Linked DNA regions of Hermetia illucens: region 2 is linked to region 1. A link is a contact called in public Hi-C data. All regions are on one chromosome and are shown on one strand. The core of a region is the stretch at or near the end of the contact, and the rest is flanking DNA. Distances in the headings are between cores, read along the strand shown.

Region 1 (3,460 bases), core at 833-3,332:
ATTACATTCCAAAGTAACAGTAACAAACGTAACAAAAAAGTGTGTCCGGATAACTGAGTGGTTAGAGCAGAAGGCTGCGGTACGGAAGGTTGCGGTCCAAATCTCACTGGCAGTGGTATTTGTATCGTGGTTTGATGTTGGGTACCAGTCGACTCAGCTGTGAATGAGTACATGAGTCATATCAAGGTAATAATCTCGGGCGAGCGCAACTATGACCACATTGCCTCCTACGGGGCACTGCTATCCTGTAGTGCACCCTTATGGTCTTGAATAAAGTGCTCTAACACACTTCAAGGCCCTGATCCAATTGGATTGTTGCGCCAATGATTATTATTATTATTAAAAGTAACAACCGGAAACGTAAAGCGCCACCAAATCGCAAATGGTTTAATTTGCCATCAGGATGAATTTTACCGACGTGAAACGAACTTTACCGACGTGAAATCTTGACTGTACTTTAAAACTGCGTGCGGATCGAAGGTTATCTCATACGTATTACGCACGCATTCTAATTATGTTTCCCGCCTTAAGTACGGTAGAAAAAAGGGACGTTACCTTAACTGCACTTCGTTTGGCACTAACCCTGTTCGCGAGCCTCGCGAAGTATTCCGTTTACGGGTTTCATTTAATCGCGATTGTTTTCCGCCAGCTTTCGGTCGCACTTCGCATCATTGCTTCAAAACTTTGACGCAAAATGTCAAATCGGCTGGGAAACAGAGAACTTTTCATTAAATCGCATTACATACGATTATATGAAGTATTTTCTTCAAGTCCACCCAACTAGTGACCTACACTGATGATACTGACATCATGGGAAGAATAAGAGAGAGTCTACCTTCATCCAAATCGAGCAGATGGTGCGTGATCTCGAGCTTCTTATTAATGAAGGCAAGACAAAGTAGATGGTGGAAGTGTCAACGCCAAAGAACAAAGAATGAACAGCATCGAATCCCACTGGTCAAACGAGAACAATAAGAATAGGGGACTGTATCGTTAAGACTGTTGAAAATTTCTTCTATCTAGGGTCGAAAATCAGAACCGAAAACGGCTATGACAATGAAATACACGCTCGATTGTTGGCAACTTCCACAAACAGTTCCACTCAAAACGTCTCACCAAAGGATCTAAGCTCTTACTGTGCAAGACAATGATCTAGCCAGTCTTTATGTATTCTTTGGAAACCTGTGTTTTTGGCAAGAAAAATGGGCGCATTCGAGACAAGAACCCTCCGAAGAATGTTTGGCCCCTTACATGGGACGGATTCCGTAGCCTACATAACGATGAAATCTATAAGCGATAACACCGTTGCCTAGTAGTGAATAAAATCCGGCTCAACAGGTTGCGGTGGGCGGGTCACTTAATCCGTGTGGCTCGTCATTCACCGCGCTCGTCATAATGGACTTTCTGAGGTTCACGAGAATTAAATCGTTACCTTTTGGTATTCATAAAAAAAATGCAAACTTTTACAACGATCTTTTATTCAGTAACTATAATATATGAATATATGGTTCCGCATCCTAGCATCCCTATTCTATATGCTAAAACTGAAGAGTGCAAGTCCCTATTTATATATTCTGCTTTATTAGTCATGCGTAGATCCTGCTTATGATTGAATTCATGTTTACAAGTCGTGACTAAAAGCGCCTATGTGACTAAGTACATGTGTTCTTACTTGAAACATTATCCTATTTGGGATACATTTTATGGATGGTTGTTAACTGACTTATTTTTACAGCCCGTGAATAAAGTGCCTACGTGACTTATTGATATTTGGGAATAGTTTATAGAGGGTGGTTAGTTCGAGCGCCAAACGACACTCAGCTCATGACGACCTAAATGTCCCCGAACCTCGCGAACGTCTAAGGAATTTCCGCTAGTGAATCCGACTCGCAATGCGTCAGGCTGAAAAGTTCGGAAAATTGAACTTTTCCCATACAAGATGGATGACAGTTAGTTAACAGTTCACGTAATTTGCAAGTTACTTTTGAATGTAATTTATTTGAATGAATTCGTTTTTGAACTTCAGAAGGCTTAATTTTAATTGCAAGTAGTGATTATAGATGTCCCTTGCATTAATTTCTTCGATTCCGTACATAAAAACTGAATATAAACCGGCGGTTTCTGTACTCTTAGTAACATTAAATTTAATAAGTTCCACAACATAAAGTATAGGAAAATGCATATGCTAATTGCAAAAACTTGAAGACTAAGTGCAATGCCGTGATTTTACTTGCGAACAATCGACCTGGGTACATATTAATGTCATAAAAAACCTACAATTAAATGCCGATGTTTAAATTCAATTTTTATGATTGAAATCGACAGACCTACGAACCGGTTCCCAAAACAAAATTCATTCAAATCAGCTGCGGTCAAATTATAAACGCCGTAATCTATCATCAGAACGAACCTTGGGACGTGGAGCGAACTTCGCCGACCTGAAATCTTTATTGTATATTAAAGCTGCGTAATGGTCGGAGCTTCCCTCGTTTGCACGAACGCATGCATTTAATGTATTTTGGCTATAAGCATTGTGGTGGCGCGACTAGCGACACAGATCGTCTCTAGAAAAGGACAGCTGTCAGGTGCAGTACCGTCCGGCACGACTGGCAACGGAACAGTCTTCTTGTCGATTCGGTTCCAGCCATGCCACGATTGAGTCGTTGCTGTTTGGTCGGAATTTTATGAGTTTCTCTCTTTCTCGGTCGCAATTATTCCTGTTTGAAACCATTGTTTTCGTGCCGTGGGCTTGTCAGAGGGAGTGTCGCGCACCATTGCATTGCGACTTGTCCAGTTTCTCGTGCGCTTTTCTGTGAACAAGTGACAGCAAAAGGATCCGATCAGCTCTCTCCGTCTACTTACCGGAATTCTCCCGTCCGGCCGCGACGCGGTCCGGACCCGTGCGTTGTTTCAGTGAGCGGGCCCGTGACGACTAGCTCCGGTCGCACCGATCACGAACCAGTTCAGTGTTGTGAGTATTTAAAGTGTCCCGGCCCACCATTCGGTGACAGGCAACCGGGTTAAAACTAACCGTGGTAGAGTGCTACGGAGTGTTGGCTGTGGCCATCAAAGCGGGCGGCAATATCGCTTATAAAATAAAGAGCTGTCGAGGCCGGTTGGACAGCCCTTGCCCTGACGGTCGAATCCCGCCGCTGTCATCGTTCGCTTTCGCGAGCCAAAGTTACCTTGTTTTCGATTGGGTCGGTTCGGAATGCATCTTGTGGGGCTAGCGCCATCTATTGGTCAAACGGGGGTCCGTAATAAAATTTCGGAACACGACCTAGTAGTTGACTCAACAGTAGGGCGAATAGAGCGAGAAATCGAGGTGTATTTTCTTTTGAAGGATATTTCGCATCTGGAAGTTGGAAGTTATTTCTGACTGACTGTCGGTTTCGTGGATACGGTAAGAGATTGCGCAGTAGCTTCCGGCTCAATTTCAAGTCAACTGCTAGTGCGGAGT
Region 2 (3,327 bases), core at 565-3,064, 310 kb before region 1:
GTGTTTAAGGCAAATTATGAAAAGTACAATTTAGATCTTTAAGACTTTACTAATTCATGATAGAAATAAAAAAAAATTGATAAATTCTCTTTTCTATTAGCACCTTCGAATCTTCAGATCGTTGACGGCCGCAATCTGCGAATCGATCGCTGGGACAGATCGCTTTGTGGGGCATGTGCAACGCATTGTTGCGTCATGCAACTATTTTGACAGATCGCTGCGGGCAGAGATCGCCGGTCATCGCAACAAATCGCGTTGCGTGGCGAAGGCTCTAATGTACAGCTACCAACCGAATAATGCTACATTCGGGTCACCAAATATGCTGCGCATTTACTCTGCAAAATAGTCCGAGCAATTTCCGCGAACATCTCTTATCATTTTTGTATATGGCTGGTGCTCCCCTTACAAAAGGAGATATCGTATTCCTTATCCACATAAAAGCGTTTTTAATCTTCAGTTCAAAATTATCTGGAAACAAAGAACTTGAATCCAGGCCACTGGAACCGATAATTATAAACATCTAAATCCTCGTCACCCCTTATCTTGACAAAAACAAAACAACTTTGTCTCCGAAAACAGCTTTATCGATTAATCGCCAAACACGATAACCTAAAAACAGTGAAATCGAACCATCAAACGCTACATGGGGTTGTTCCCCGATTACGGTATTTTACCGCCATATCGGACGCGTGATATATCAAAACATTGATATACGCACTTAGACCACACCGGGCCCCTGGATGACGGTCGCCCTCTTTAAAGGTCATAAGCAAAGCTGAACTCGGAAGCGGGAACACACTAAACAATTGAATACCATCTCGCTTTGTTGCCCAAATAACATGGGATGAAGCTGTACAAATTTCTAAACCTAAAAATAAACTGCCGTGCTGCCTAAACCGGGCGGGAAATGTGCGATTCCAAGATGGCGCACCTTTGACAATTTACTAGCACATCTCATGGGCCGGTGGCGAGCATGCGCCACCGCATGACGAACCGTGCAGGGAGTGAAAACTCACAATTACGGTATAAGGCCGCGGCAAGAAATATGCCAGGCCATGGATCGATTGAAGCACCTTGTAAAACCGATAGAATTAGATGGAAGTGTGCGTAACGCAATTAGATCACACTAGTCACTAGTACCAACAAGGCCAGCGGCCGCCTGATGGGGGCGAGGCAATGTCCGGGACAAGCACATTTTTACTTCACCCGCCACAGACTTACTTACTACCCAGGAATGCAATACTGAGTGCACTTACCAATCAATTCCTTGGCGGGCTGCTGCGAAGCTGCGGCCGATTTTTCTGCGGCTCCTCCTTGCTGCTGGGCCTGCGGCTGATCGGCAGCTAGTGGCTGCTGCTGAGCCACAGCCGGCTGCTGTTCATTTACCTTCTCAGAGTCAGCCATTGATGTTCTTTGCTGGTAAAATTAATCGTCCTGCTTCTCGGACGCCTGTTGTGGACGTTTTACACTAACGGCGACTATCGAAGTAGTTGCCTTTCGTTTCGCGTTCACGTCACTTTCAACCGCGCGGCAAAACCAAACGGGTAGATACTTCCAAATTTGTCCCGAGGATCTGTTGGTTACGCTGGATTTTGTCCTAATTGGGATGTGCAGGTCTTTCGGGTTTCGGTTTGTTTGGTTTACTTCTGTTTGGTTGACTCGTGTGCAGGGAGGGGGCGACGATGACGACGACTCACACTTTTTTCGAGTGATGAGAAGATGGTAAATCACTCTCCAAACCTTTCCTGACGTTTGATGTTTTAATCGATGATGTTACTCGCTGTCCAGTTCTAGCTCGATTGACGGCAGCGTCCGCGAACATGGTTAGTTCATGTGAGATTAGGGTTAAGTACAATTGTACTAAAAATGTAAGACGGCGAAAGGGTGGAATTGTGACGAACTTCACACGACAATTTTGAAATTTGTGTCAGAAGTAATTTTTATTTCCATAAGAATTTATTATTTACAAGTCGAATTGCTGCCAATATAATTAGAAATAGAAAGACAACTCATTAAATGTAGCCAAGCAAAATAAATTTCGAAAATTTTCGGTAATTTTTGTTTGCCCCGGAAGTTTTATCGTTCTTTCTCCTTTTGAACTTTAAATGGATGTCTTTGGACTAGAAATCTTGATTCAAATTTTTTAATGTAATGTGGCTTGTTAGCAAACCAAAGTACCACCTTAATGGATTAACAAGCTGTTTGTTCATGTGTATTAAATCGAATATTCATCCCTATACGCCACTCAAAATAAGGCTTTGTAGGATTGTTCTTCGTAACGCCTAGTGACAATAGTGGCGGTGGTTCAACACAAAGTCACCAGAGGGCTTCTGGTCGGTAGCGAGAAGAGGAATCGAATACGGAGTAACAGTTGAGATGGAGTCGTTAGGGAGCATGGAACTTTATTTAAGTTTGTATTTGCCAACTAATTTAGTCGAGGTAAAAATTGGGTACAATTTCCTTTTAGGGATTGAGGAGCTCCGGCCAAGTGTTGATCTGAACTGTGGGCGGATTTACGCTGAATATAATTCGTACTCTTGTTGGGTATTACGTACAACACCTACGAGCGGCTTCGGTCACGCTGCTCCCAGGGCAGAAGTGAGGCAGCGTCTGAGGAGTTGCCTCTGCCCTGGTAAGAAATCGTAGCCGTCTTCGTCCTTCTTGTTAATTGTTGCGTACATAATTCTGTGTACTTCTTTGTGGGATATTCTCGTACGAAGGAAGTTAGGTTAGTACACCATTGCCGTACGACAAACCTTGAATGCACATACTAGTGACCCTAGACGCCGCAACATCCCTAACCATGGAAAAGAAGAAGCGCCGATTGAAACAATTAAATGCCTACCATCCGGAGTTGTGGTTCTTAAAAATTGAAGCCAAGTTCCGGCTGCAATGTATTACAAGCGATCAAGTCAAGTTTGACAAACTAGTGAGCGGGTGCGACGTATCACCGTTAAGCCAAGTCGGCGAGTGCCCAGCGGAATGTAAGTACCCGCGGTGAAAACGAAAATCCTCACGGTTTTTCGACGTATAGAAATAGAGTCCATCAAGGGCTTTCTCCATGACTCGACCTTGGTGATCAAAATCCGCTTGAACTCTTGCGCCGTTTGCAAGCCGCAGTAAAAAACATCTGTCCGAGAAGAAGAAGGGCTGCCGAGTCTGGTCAAGGGGTTGCAAAGAGCAACTCATTTTCGACTCGATAGTTGTGGGACAAGCAATTAGAGGCCAAAGAAATGTCTTTAGTTGCTATATTGGTTATCCCAAGGGTTTTCATGGCGTTTTGGCGGCATACATGGAATGGTGGTATGCCACCTTATCTGTTCATTA

What was found. Hi-C and Micro-C count contacts between places; a contact is called where the count stands out from the background.
Region 2: a contact with region 1 is called in a Hi-C map of an unstated tissue, with 8 times the contacts expected there. The contact joins the promoter of LOC119660872 here to the promoter of LOC119660708 in region 1. A contact is called at or near these places in 2 of 2 Hi-C or Micro-C datasets (an unstated tissue and whole body).

Annotation. Positions count from the first base shown.
Region 1 is chr7:3,602,234-3,605,693 of iHerIll2.2.curated.20191125, reverse strand. LOC119660708 (serine-rich adhesin for platelets-like) reads left to right here and starts at 2,082. Exons shown (of 4, transcript XM_038069340.1): 1 at 2,082-2,971.
Region 2 is chr7:3,908,111-3,911,437 of iHerIll2.2.curated.20191125, reverse strand. It overlaps LOC119660872 (Y-box factor homolog), which reads right to left and starts at 1,814. Exons shown (of 4, transcript XM_038069783.1): 1 at 1,257-1,814. The coding sequence starts at 1,404.